2 separate regions of the Gossypium hirsutum genome follow, and region 2 is linked to region 1. A link is a contact called in public Hi-C data. All regions are on one chromosome and are shown on one strand. The core of a region is the stretch at or near the end of the contact, and the rest is flanking DNA. Distances in the headings are between cores, read along the strand shown. Region 1 has its middle 10 kb from the start of LOC107929952. Region 2 holds the start of LOC107929855 (glutamyl-tRNA(Gln) amidotransferase subunit C, chloroplastic/mitochondrial).

What was found. Hi-C and Micro-C count contacts between places; a contact is called where the count stands out from the background.
Region 2: a contact with region 1 is called in a Hi-C map of leaf, with 3 times the contacts expected there. The contact joins the promoter of LOC107929855 here to the enhancer-like site in region 1. A contact is called at or near these places in 7 of 34 Hi-C or Micro-C datasets (callus and leaf).

What each region holds. Positions count from the first base shown.
Region 1 is chrA07:2,661,999-2,667,122 of Gossypium_hirsutum_v2.1, forward strand. No RefSeq gene overlaps it. Among protein-coding and RNA genes, the nearest start is that of LOC107929952, 10 kb to the right of the region's middle. Within about 2 kb of position 2,348, at least 4 of the 9 cell types and tissues checked have an H3K27ac peak or open chromatin away from gene starts, as enhancers often do. A contact at or near this core is called in leaf, where this site is marked.
Region 2 is chrA07:2,701,247-2,706,101 of Gossypium_hirsutum_v2.1, forward strand. It overlaps LOC107929855 (glutamyl-tRNA(Gln) amidotransferase subunit C, chloroplastic/mitochondrial), which reads right to left and starts at 3,133. Exons shown (of 7, transcript XR_005930197.1): 1 at 2,869-3,133; 2 at 2,737-2,777; 3 at 2,361-2,416; 4 at 1,327-1,378; 5 at 1,155-1,240; 6 at 882-1,022; 7 at 1-173. It overlaps LOC107929931 (calcineurin-binding protein 1), which reads right to left. Exons shown (of 19, transcript XM_016861476.2): 18 at 4,664-4,742; 19 at 4,049-4,426. The coding sequence ends at 4,176.

The sequences.
Region 1 (5,124 bases), core at 1,098-3,597:
TTTTAAAACAATTTATTTATTTTTCATTTAGTTCTAAAATAAATTATTTCTAATGGATAATAATTTTATTTTACTCATTTCCGTTTTGATTATATAAATAAAGTACATTGCAATCATTGAGTTTCTAAAATAATTAGTTTCAACATTTTTTTTCTTTAAAAAAATTCCAAAAACAATTTTAATCTATTATTTTTAAATGGCAACAATTTAATGTATTATAATTTTATTTAAGTGAATAATATATTATCTATATTAAACAATAATACAATAAAATTATTATTTTTTAAATAGTACATTAAACAAAATAATTGATTCCAAAGCTAAACAGTACATTAAAATTATTATTTTATATAAATTGTTCTAATTTAGTATGGAAATTTTAAAATTATAATAATAGAAATATTTTTTCACAAATTGCAGGGCAAAAAAAAAAAAACCATGGAACAATGATATCATCAGCTTTTTAATTTCATTAAAACCTTATTATTTATTGCATGTTACAATATCTTTTCAATTCTCCTTTTATTTTAATGATTTTAAAATTTATTTATAATCAATTTAATATCGTATTTGCAAAGTAAGGAATAAAATTATTTGTGTTATTATGATTTTATTTAATATAAATTTGTAAGTGCAATAATTAATTATTAAAAAAAATAAAATTATTAATTTAATATAATTACATTGGTACGTATGATTATCTTGTGTATTGCATGAGTATACAAATTACTTAGCAAATTAATAGAAAGAACAAATTATATCAAATTGAGATTTGCAGACTAACTCTTTAACTAGGGGCCAAGTCAAAAAAAATTTTTAGGGAGCCAGATCAAATTTTAATTATTTATAGTTTATATCTTTATAATTTGTAAAGGATTAAATCAAATTTTTATAATTTTAGGGGGTCAAAGTGTAATTTTTTATTTACTAATTTAAAATTTTTTTAAAAATTTAAGAGCTTAAAATGTAATTTTACATTTTAGGGGGGCCGAGACCCATGCCTGCCCCCTTGGCTTCGCCCCTGTCTTTAAGTTGAATTTAGTACAAGGGCGAAAATCATTATTTAACCAACTTAGAATCTCATATTTGATGTAGTCATATTTCTTTCCCTATCAAAATTAATATTTTTATAACTTTTAAATATACAAATTATATTGTTAATTGAGTTTTAACTCGATTTGTATGTGTATTATTGTCAATGCAGGAGGATGTAAGTTCAAGTGCGCTAAAAAGTATTATCTTCCTATTTATGGGTTAGAAAGAGGTTATAAATAGTTTTAAGCATTATGTAAAAAAAAAATGAAGATATTATCAGAATCTATAATAAAATTATTCAAAAAATATGATAAATTTTTAAAATTTTAAATAATTAAACCAATAAGAGGTGATAACGTCTTTTATATCTTCCTAAGTTCCATCTAGACCTGTTCATGGTCAGGTCGTCCACTCAGACCTGTTTAAAAACAGGAGGATTTGGAAAAGAAATATGAAACTCGAAAAACGGGTTAAATAAAATTTAATACCCGTTTTTTATATTGACCGAACCTTGGGTAAGATTTTTTTTTCCTAAGTCTGGCTTGGCCTGAATATGTTATGTTATAAAAATAATTATATTGATAATATATGTTAAATGTTAATAATTATATATATTTATATTTATATTAAATCACAAACCCAATAATAATTAAACGCATTACTTAAAACCTAAAAAAAAATACTTTACCCAACTTAAAATATAAATTTAAAAAATCATATTTAATACAATAAAATAATTATTATATTTATGGTAGTGTTTTTAATATAAATACTTCTTAATATATTTTTAATGTGTTAGAAAGCTTTTATTTTAGCGTTTTTTAGTGCATTAGTATATCATATTTACAAAAATATATTGATAAATAAAAACTAATCTAAAAAAATATATATGAGTGGGCTGAGTCCAAATTTACTTTTCTTAAATTAGGTCGAGCTTGTAAAAAAAATTAATTTTTGAACCTGACTCTACCATGAATACATGTAGTAGTAACCTTTTATTAATAAATAATATGGCTCCAAAAATAAAAGAAAATTGGTTGAAATCTATAATTGATGAAAGATTGTGGACCCAGTGGGCTGATTGGTATTGGAGAATACATATCCACCAATGCCTTCAAATCTAAGCCAAATCTCAAAGAATCTCATCTCATAGTTCATATCCAGAAATTTGTTTCTGCCAATAAAAATCAAATATAACATTTATTATAAATATTTTCGTGGGGAAATAAAATGGTCACTTTATTGGATTTATTTATGATGGGGTTGAGGAATAGGGTACTTTGAGACAGTTTCAAAAAAAAAAAAAAAAGGTGCGTGGTCTCTACTCCACCAAAATGGAAAGACTTTGGTCCCTCCATGAGGGTTTCTTCTCCTTTATATTGCTACTCTTTTCTCTCTCTTTTTCAGCCTTTTGCTTGCAACTTTGGTTTTTCCATTTTAAATTACAAACAAATTTAAGTGAAAGTAATAATTTGAAAGAAAAAAAAATGAAATATATTAATAAAAGTATTATAGAGAACTTTATACTACGAGTTAGGTTGTAAAAAAATGAATAGATTAATTTCTGTATATTAGATCTAAGAGCAAATAAGTCTTATTAAAAAATCTATCTATTTCTGCTCTTAAAAATTAATTTTTGTATCTAAGCATGAGGTACATGTGGCATGATAAATGTCACTGTCTAGTTATTTCGTCAATCACATCAATTTTTAAAAGTACAAATAAATAAAATTGAATGACTCTTTAATCTAATGTACATTGATTAATTTATTATTTATTGAATAGATAAAACAAAATGTAACCGACTCTTAATTTACAAATCTTCATGATACTTTATCATGTCTATTATAAATATAGCAAATTCTATATAAATATTTTAAATAAAATCTAAAATATCTATTTTATTCGAAAAAAGAAATGGGTAATTGAGATGGTGAATATATATAATAAGTTAGGATTAGATTGAGTGGAGTCAAATATAGGTATAGTTAACAAAGTTATAAGCAACAACAACAATAATGTAAAGAGTCAACGAGAACAGATAGGAATTGAATGATCATCTTATTAACCTAAAGTTGAGTGTATATAAAGGAATCAACTCAATTAATATTCAAGGAGTTCTCAGCAACAAAATTTAATGGAGATAAAATAGTAAAGTCGAAAATGAAAAACAAACTAACCATTGAAATCTAGAAACTAAATAAGGAGTAAATGTTAAAATTATATACCAACTTTGATTTAATATGTCATGAATTTTGTTTTACATGATACAATATTGGTTCTATTTTTTTTTTGAGATTTTTGATCCTATACTTTTTGTTATACTATACGTCGATAATGATAATAGGAATGATCGCAAAGCAATAAGAAAGAAAAATAAGAACGTGTAGATTTTACGACGAAAACCCTTATTGGAAAAAAATCATGGGTAGAGGAGTAGAAATTCACTAATGTTGAAAAATAACAATACAAGAGGTTTGCGGCTACGCATAGTTTTTAAGGGTTAAACAACTCGTCTAATAAAAGAAGTATAATTTTATACGGATTCAACTTGTGCGGTAAGATTCGGCCCTTAGACCTTCAACCCCCCAATTTTGCATCTTTATTTTATTTCTTTAACAAGTGAGTTGCACCTCGTATTTTTCAGGATGGATCAAACGAGATTCAAGTTATATAACTCTAACATTTCTCTTACATTTGAGATTTTAAACTTCCATACTTTAGTTTTGACATAATTTAATACCTTAACTTCTTTTTTTTGTTATATACGGATACCAAATTAATTTTTTAACTTAAAAATTAAACCAATAAATTTAATAGAAAATTTTCTACATTAAATTTTTTAAAATAAAAATACGGATATTAAATTTCAAATATATTGTAAAAATAATGTAAGATATAGTGATGTGTTACATAAATTGAAGTTATAAATTATGAAAATATGAGGAAAAAGAAAAGAAATGTTGGAAGTATCGTCCACGTTGTTTGTCGGCCTCTTTAATCATAAAAAAGAAATAAAGAAATAAGAGTATGAAGAAACCAGAAACAGTCCCCTAGATTTTATTCCAAAGAGATTAGTGGGTGCAGTTGACCATGTCCTGTCTCTCCCCCATTAAACTTTCACATCAACTTATTATTATTTTGATTAATTTAACTAATCTCATACACATACAAGTGGCTCTTGATGAAGAGATAAACTAAACCATCATCAGCAGATAAGGACTCCTTTTATCACTTCTAATGACTCCACCTCATCAATCTAATCACTTGGATAGAATTCCTCATCTTATTTCTTTGTATTGGGTGCCCCATCAATTCAAATATTTTAAGCCCCTTGTTTACTCACACCATGGAAGATATACTCAAAAGGACCCTAAGGGAAATCAAGACTTTAGTGAATCAAAATAGCTTCCAATAGGGGTTTATATAGGACTCGATTTTAGGGTTTGTTTTTCTTCATCCATAATAATTAATATTTATATTGTTACTATATTTCTACAAGATTAAAAATTATTGGCATGTGTTTGTTTTTGTTTACACTTTTTGAAGGAATGGATTACTTTTTGAATTGTCATTGAAGTTTAAAATTTTCATTAATAATGTATTAAATAATTTTTTAATATTTATTAGTGTTATATTTTTTTATGTCAATTTCCGTATACTTCGTCAAGTGAATTGTAATACCCTCTACCCGTATTCATTGTTAGAATAGGGTACGAGATATTACCAGGTTTACGATTTTATTTTATATTCAATATAGCCCCTTTATAAATATCTAACCTTCCCTGCAATATTAAATCGAGACCAATTCACATCAGCCAAACAATTCAATATATTTTCAAGATAAATTCATGCATATTTATAAGATAACGTCATCACATACCTAAAACCAGGTTTGTTAACCATATTAATGGCTAACTTTACATTCATTTCACGTTAACATTTACTTTATTAGCTTATACATGCCACTGATTTCCAAAAAAAGTTGCTTTATATACCGAAATCCTGAGGTTGATAGTGTGATGTGTCTCCGACCCAATTCGACCTTCGAGCTCTTAACACTACAAAACAGGGGAAAATGAAACAGGG
Region 2 (4,855 bases), core at 1,883-4,382, 40 kb after region 1:
GGCAATCTCGGGACTTTGGGCACCTATGTCATCACCAGAAAAGGGTGACAATGCCACTATTTCTACACAACGGCTGCTGCCTTTGAGCACCTGACATGGGTGCTTTCCAAAGTCCCAAGTTTCTTATGCAAAAGTAATGTCAGACTGTAGGAGGAGAAGATTGATGATAATTGCTGGAAGGAAGCAGAAATGCCAAAGAGAGTTAAGGTGCTATACAGGGAGGGATCCACTTACATCTATGTAAAACTAATATGACTTTACATACTTCCATAACTTTTTTTATGATTGATATTTTAACAATCTAATCATTGAATGTATCAATATAATTGTACTTGCCACACATGTATCATTTCGAATTAATCCGATATTTTTATCATATCGATCTAAAATATTGTTTATATTAATATATATTTAACATATGAAAGTTTTTTTTATATAAAACAAATAGTTAATATTTTTTTTTTACTCCAAACTTGACATACATGTCCTATAATAATGGAACATGAATTGTGACAATTGGATTGTTAAAACATAAATCCTCAAAAGAAGTTATGAAAGTGGGTAAAACCATGTTAATTTTACACCGGTATAAGTCTCTAGCTAACCAGTATAATAATGACATTCAAGATCATGAAGAGCTGTCAATCGAGCTCGTGGTGCAGTGGCAAAAGACTTGCGACCTACGTTCAATTGGACAACTCCTCCCCCACCTTTTATCAAAAAAGAAAAAGAAGTGATCGAAAAAGTCATCTCCATGACTAAACCAGTTATTACATTAAATCCTCAACTGGGAGACAACATGCCATCAAGTTTCCTTTCCTAAGATGACTGATTTCAACAGTTTGCTTGCAAAATAAAACACAACAGAAATAAATGCTCACCTACATTGAAAGCATCAGGAAAACCCAAAATCCATTTGTTACAAGAGAAAGCTTCCTTCCTGCCCTCCTCATAGTACTAAATGTTCTCTTGCAAATTAAGATGCTCCCTTTTTCTTAAGTGTATGAATGGCTCTACTTGTTCTGCACAGAGACATCAATGCATGAATATTATGTGGTGAAATCATGCTCCTGAGAAGCAAATCTAATTGATAACCTGAGGTCATTTTTATGAAATTCAATTCTTTGGGAACCAAACTGAGTATAATATAGTACCCAAATAGTGTCACTCCTTGTTCAATACTTTAGGAACTTTGATATATGGCTCCTCATAACTTGGAACAGACGCTATAAGCGCTTCCCTGTTTAGAACATACCCAAAGTTAAAATGACTGGACAGTAACCCCGTGGAAATTTACAACTCAGAAACCACAGTGCAGGTGCTCACTTGTTCTCAAATGTTTGAGGGACATCTTCACGCAAATTATCACCTTCAGTGTCTGTGAATAAATAGAATGGCAAAAAGCTTGTTAGAGCTTAAGATTTAGAAAAAGACACATCTATTACTCCACATTAATTATACATTCAATCCGTAGTAGTTTTACAGGGGTCAAATTATGCTCTTAGTCCCTCTACTAAACTCAAATTTCAGATATAGTCACTATGCTTGAATGTGGCATGATTTGGACCCTTTCTTTTATAATATCATTAGTTAGTCTAAATATTTAACACCGTTAACGATTCTGGTTAAAATGATGATGTGGATTTTTCTTAACAACACCCTTCTAACACAGAAAAATAAATCAGCATCATGAGTTAGAAGGGTAATTTTAAGAAGAAGTTCCGGAATATTGACTTTAATTTGGCATAATATGACTTTTCTACTTCTATAATGTGATTAGTTAGTCCAAATAGTTTAATAGCAAGTAAATCCCAGCTTTGAGCATAGTAGAAGCACCAAAATCATAATTTAGAATAGAGTTGGCGAAAAACCTTGTTAGAGCTTAATATTTAGAACAAACTGTATCTATCACTCCACATTGTCAGTCCCCGCTTTGTTAAGATACCTAACTACAACTATTACATTTTTATAGGAAAGAATACTAGACCACCATGTAGATTGTAGAGTGTTTAGGACAAGAAAGAATACTGCATGAAAACTAAAACAGACAATCAATCAACCGTATAAAATCTACTTTACATGGTGCATATATAAACATGCTTTATCTTGCTGGAGAAAGAACAATTTTTGTGCCTTGCGCCTTGGACTATTAGAAGTCCTAGGACCTAAAGCATGGTTTGCACCTTTGCCAAGATTGAACCAAGCAACTGTATAAAAACTACCTTTCATTGATATGTCAATAAATACCTCAATTAAGCTCGATTAGTTCTCCTTCAAACACGTATCAGAAATGTACAGTGCAATAGCAACACCAACAAACAAGAAAGAAATACCAATTTATATAAATGAGTTCTAAGTACCTGCTCTAATAGCAGGCTCGACATTGTCAAGATCAACAGCTTGAAGTTGCCCAAACCTGCAATAAAGAACCCAAAACTTAAAAGAAAATTTCATCTGTTATTTTTCCAATCTTCAAGTTGTAATGTGATGAGAATTACATCCTCTGAGCTAATAAATGGCGATTACATCGTTGATTATAAGTAAATACTTGGAGCATAATAACCATAAAGTATTTCTACAAGCTTTATCTTTACAAGAATAATGGGGAAAACCTGATAAATAATAACAGCTAAAAATCATTAATAAAAACCCAAGACCCAGCACCCAGTTTGTAGGGACATCTCCAAATTACTTATCGAATATCAATTTCGACTTAAATTGAAAAAAAGAAATTACCAGTCTATTACTTGTCCAATTTTGGGAGCAAATTCTTCAACCTGAAACCAAAGGAAAAAAGGGTTGAAGAAATCAACTTCAGCCAAATAAATAAATAAATGAGAAAGTGAATAAAAATAGGGCAAAAAGAACCTCATTTGGGGCGAGTGAAATTCGAGCAGTTTCAGCCAAGCCAGGCAAATCCGGTGGCTGCAAAGAAGACCTTGTTTTGGTGGAGAAATTTCGGATTCTGAGATTATTTTTAATAAGAAAAAAAGGGTTTGAAGCAGAACCAAAAGAAGAAACAGTGGCTTTAAAATTGAAGTTTGTGAGCATCAGCAGAGCTCTGCTCCCCATTGTTGTGATGCCTTTGGTTATTGGATTGGAGAAAGTGAAACAGTAACTACCACTCTTATCTGCAATGTTATCGCCATGAATTGTGAAATGCTTTTGTTAATTTGGGTTTCAGGCCCAGAAGCAAATATTGAGCCTAAATTTTATTCGGCCCAAAATATTATTCTTAAAGGGTTTTATTGACCCAACATGCCTAAATTATCCATTTCACTGTACACGTCTTAAATAAAAATACTATTTCAGACTGAATTGGTAAAGATTTACAAACAATGATTGGCAAATAATAGAGTAAAAAATTTAAGATTAAAATATGTTAAGTGCACTGTTAACATCATTTCACTTTCAAGGGAAGATAAACCCAAACCTACCTTGGACACGATGCTATTGAGAAGCGTGGTCGTGATAACAACCACTACTTTATAAGATTTAAAATTTTAATAAATAAGTTAATTAAATTTTAATTTGATTGGCAATAACATTATTACTAGTATAAAAAATTATAAATTTAAGTGCATTAAAACGATGATTATAAAAAGGATTCATTCTACATAGTCCTTTTTTTTTATACCAACACAATTTTTAGCCGCTATCTCTTTTAGATCATTTGTAATATATATATATATTATTGTGAACTTATCATTAGATTTAACAACATACATATAAAGGTATCATATTTCAGTGGTACAATTATAATTTTAATTCCTCTTAAATACTAATAATTTAATTTAATTCTTTTTAATCTCCTTATTAAATAGGAAATCTATATTTTTGACCCATGTTAAAAGTTAAAAATTCAATTTAAACTATTTTAGTATAAAATTTTAACTTTAAACTCCAAACATTTTTTTTATATAATTTTGTCTTGAACCCTCATCACATGTCATGTTATATTTATAAGTAAATTATTTTGTATTCATTGAACGTGCCATCTTCTTATCATATACTACTTGTAACGAAGTTAAATTTTGAGAAATTTCACTAAGCAAAACCATTGCCCCTCCGTTTTCTTTGCAATTATAATAATGAAACTCAACCAAGTACAGTTTAGTTTCAATTGTAACAAATGTATGACACTTTTTTTACAACAATCAATCCACTATACAAAATCAGCCTTTGTTAGTATCATCTCCTTCGTGTCCAACACTGCTCCTTCCCCTTTCCCCTTCATTGTTGTTACAGGGATGAAGCTGTGGAGCCACGAGTAAGCTTCTTTGACCCTCACTCGACGATGGAAGTGGATTGGCAGAATGTCTGCTATCACTTTCAGACACTACAACAGGTGGCCCCGATGTCACCACAGTTGTTTCCGCTTCACTGCCTCCACCATGACTTGCTGCTTCTTTGCCGCTACTGGCAGCTGGAAGTTCATCAGAGGTTATATTGAGTTGGGGAATGTAGTCTCCAAGTTTTCAAATGGTAAAACATAAAGATAAGAAGACATGGGGTTTATTTATCTCTTCTATTCAAATGAACTGTTGGATAATAAAGCTGCATTTCCATGGATGCTAACTGTGATAGGTCTACTAGACATCGAACCATTTGAAGAAAAGAAATAATAAATAAAGTAATCGATTGCTCAAGTAGTAGAGTTAACCTGTATGGCTGGATGCAGCAATGCTAGTGTTCGTATTTTGAGGTGCTGAAGAAGTTGCAGCTCCCCTTTTCATCTTCAACTGTGGAACAAAAGAAGGCCAATCAGTAAGTTTTACTCATGCTAACAATTGTTTTGTATTTCAGTAGATATTTAAAAGTGAAATCCATTAAACCTATACCATTTTTCGTTCTT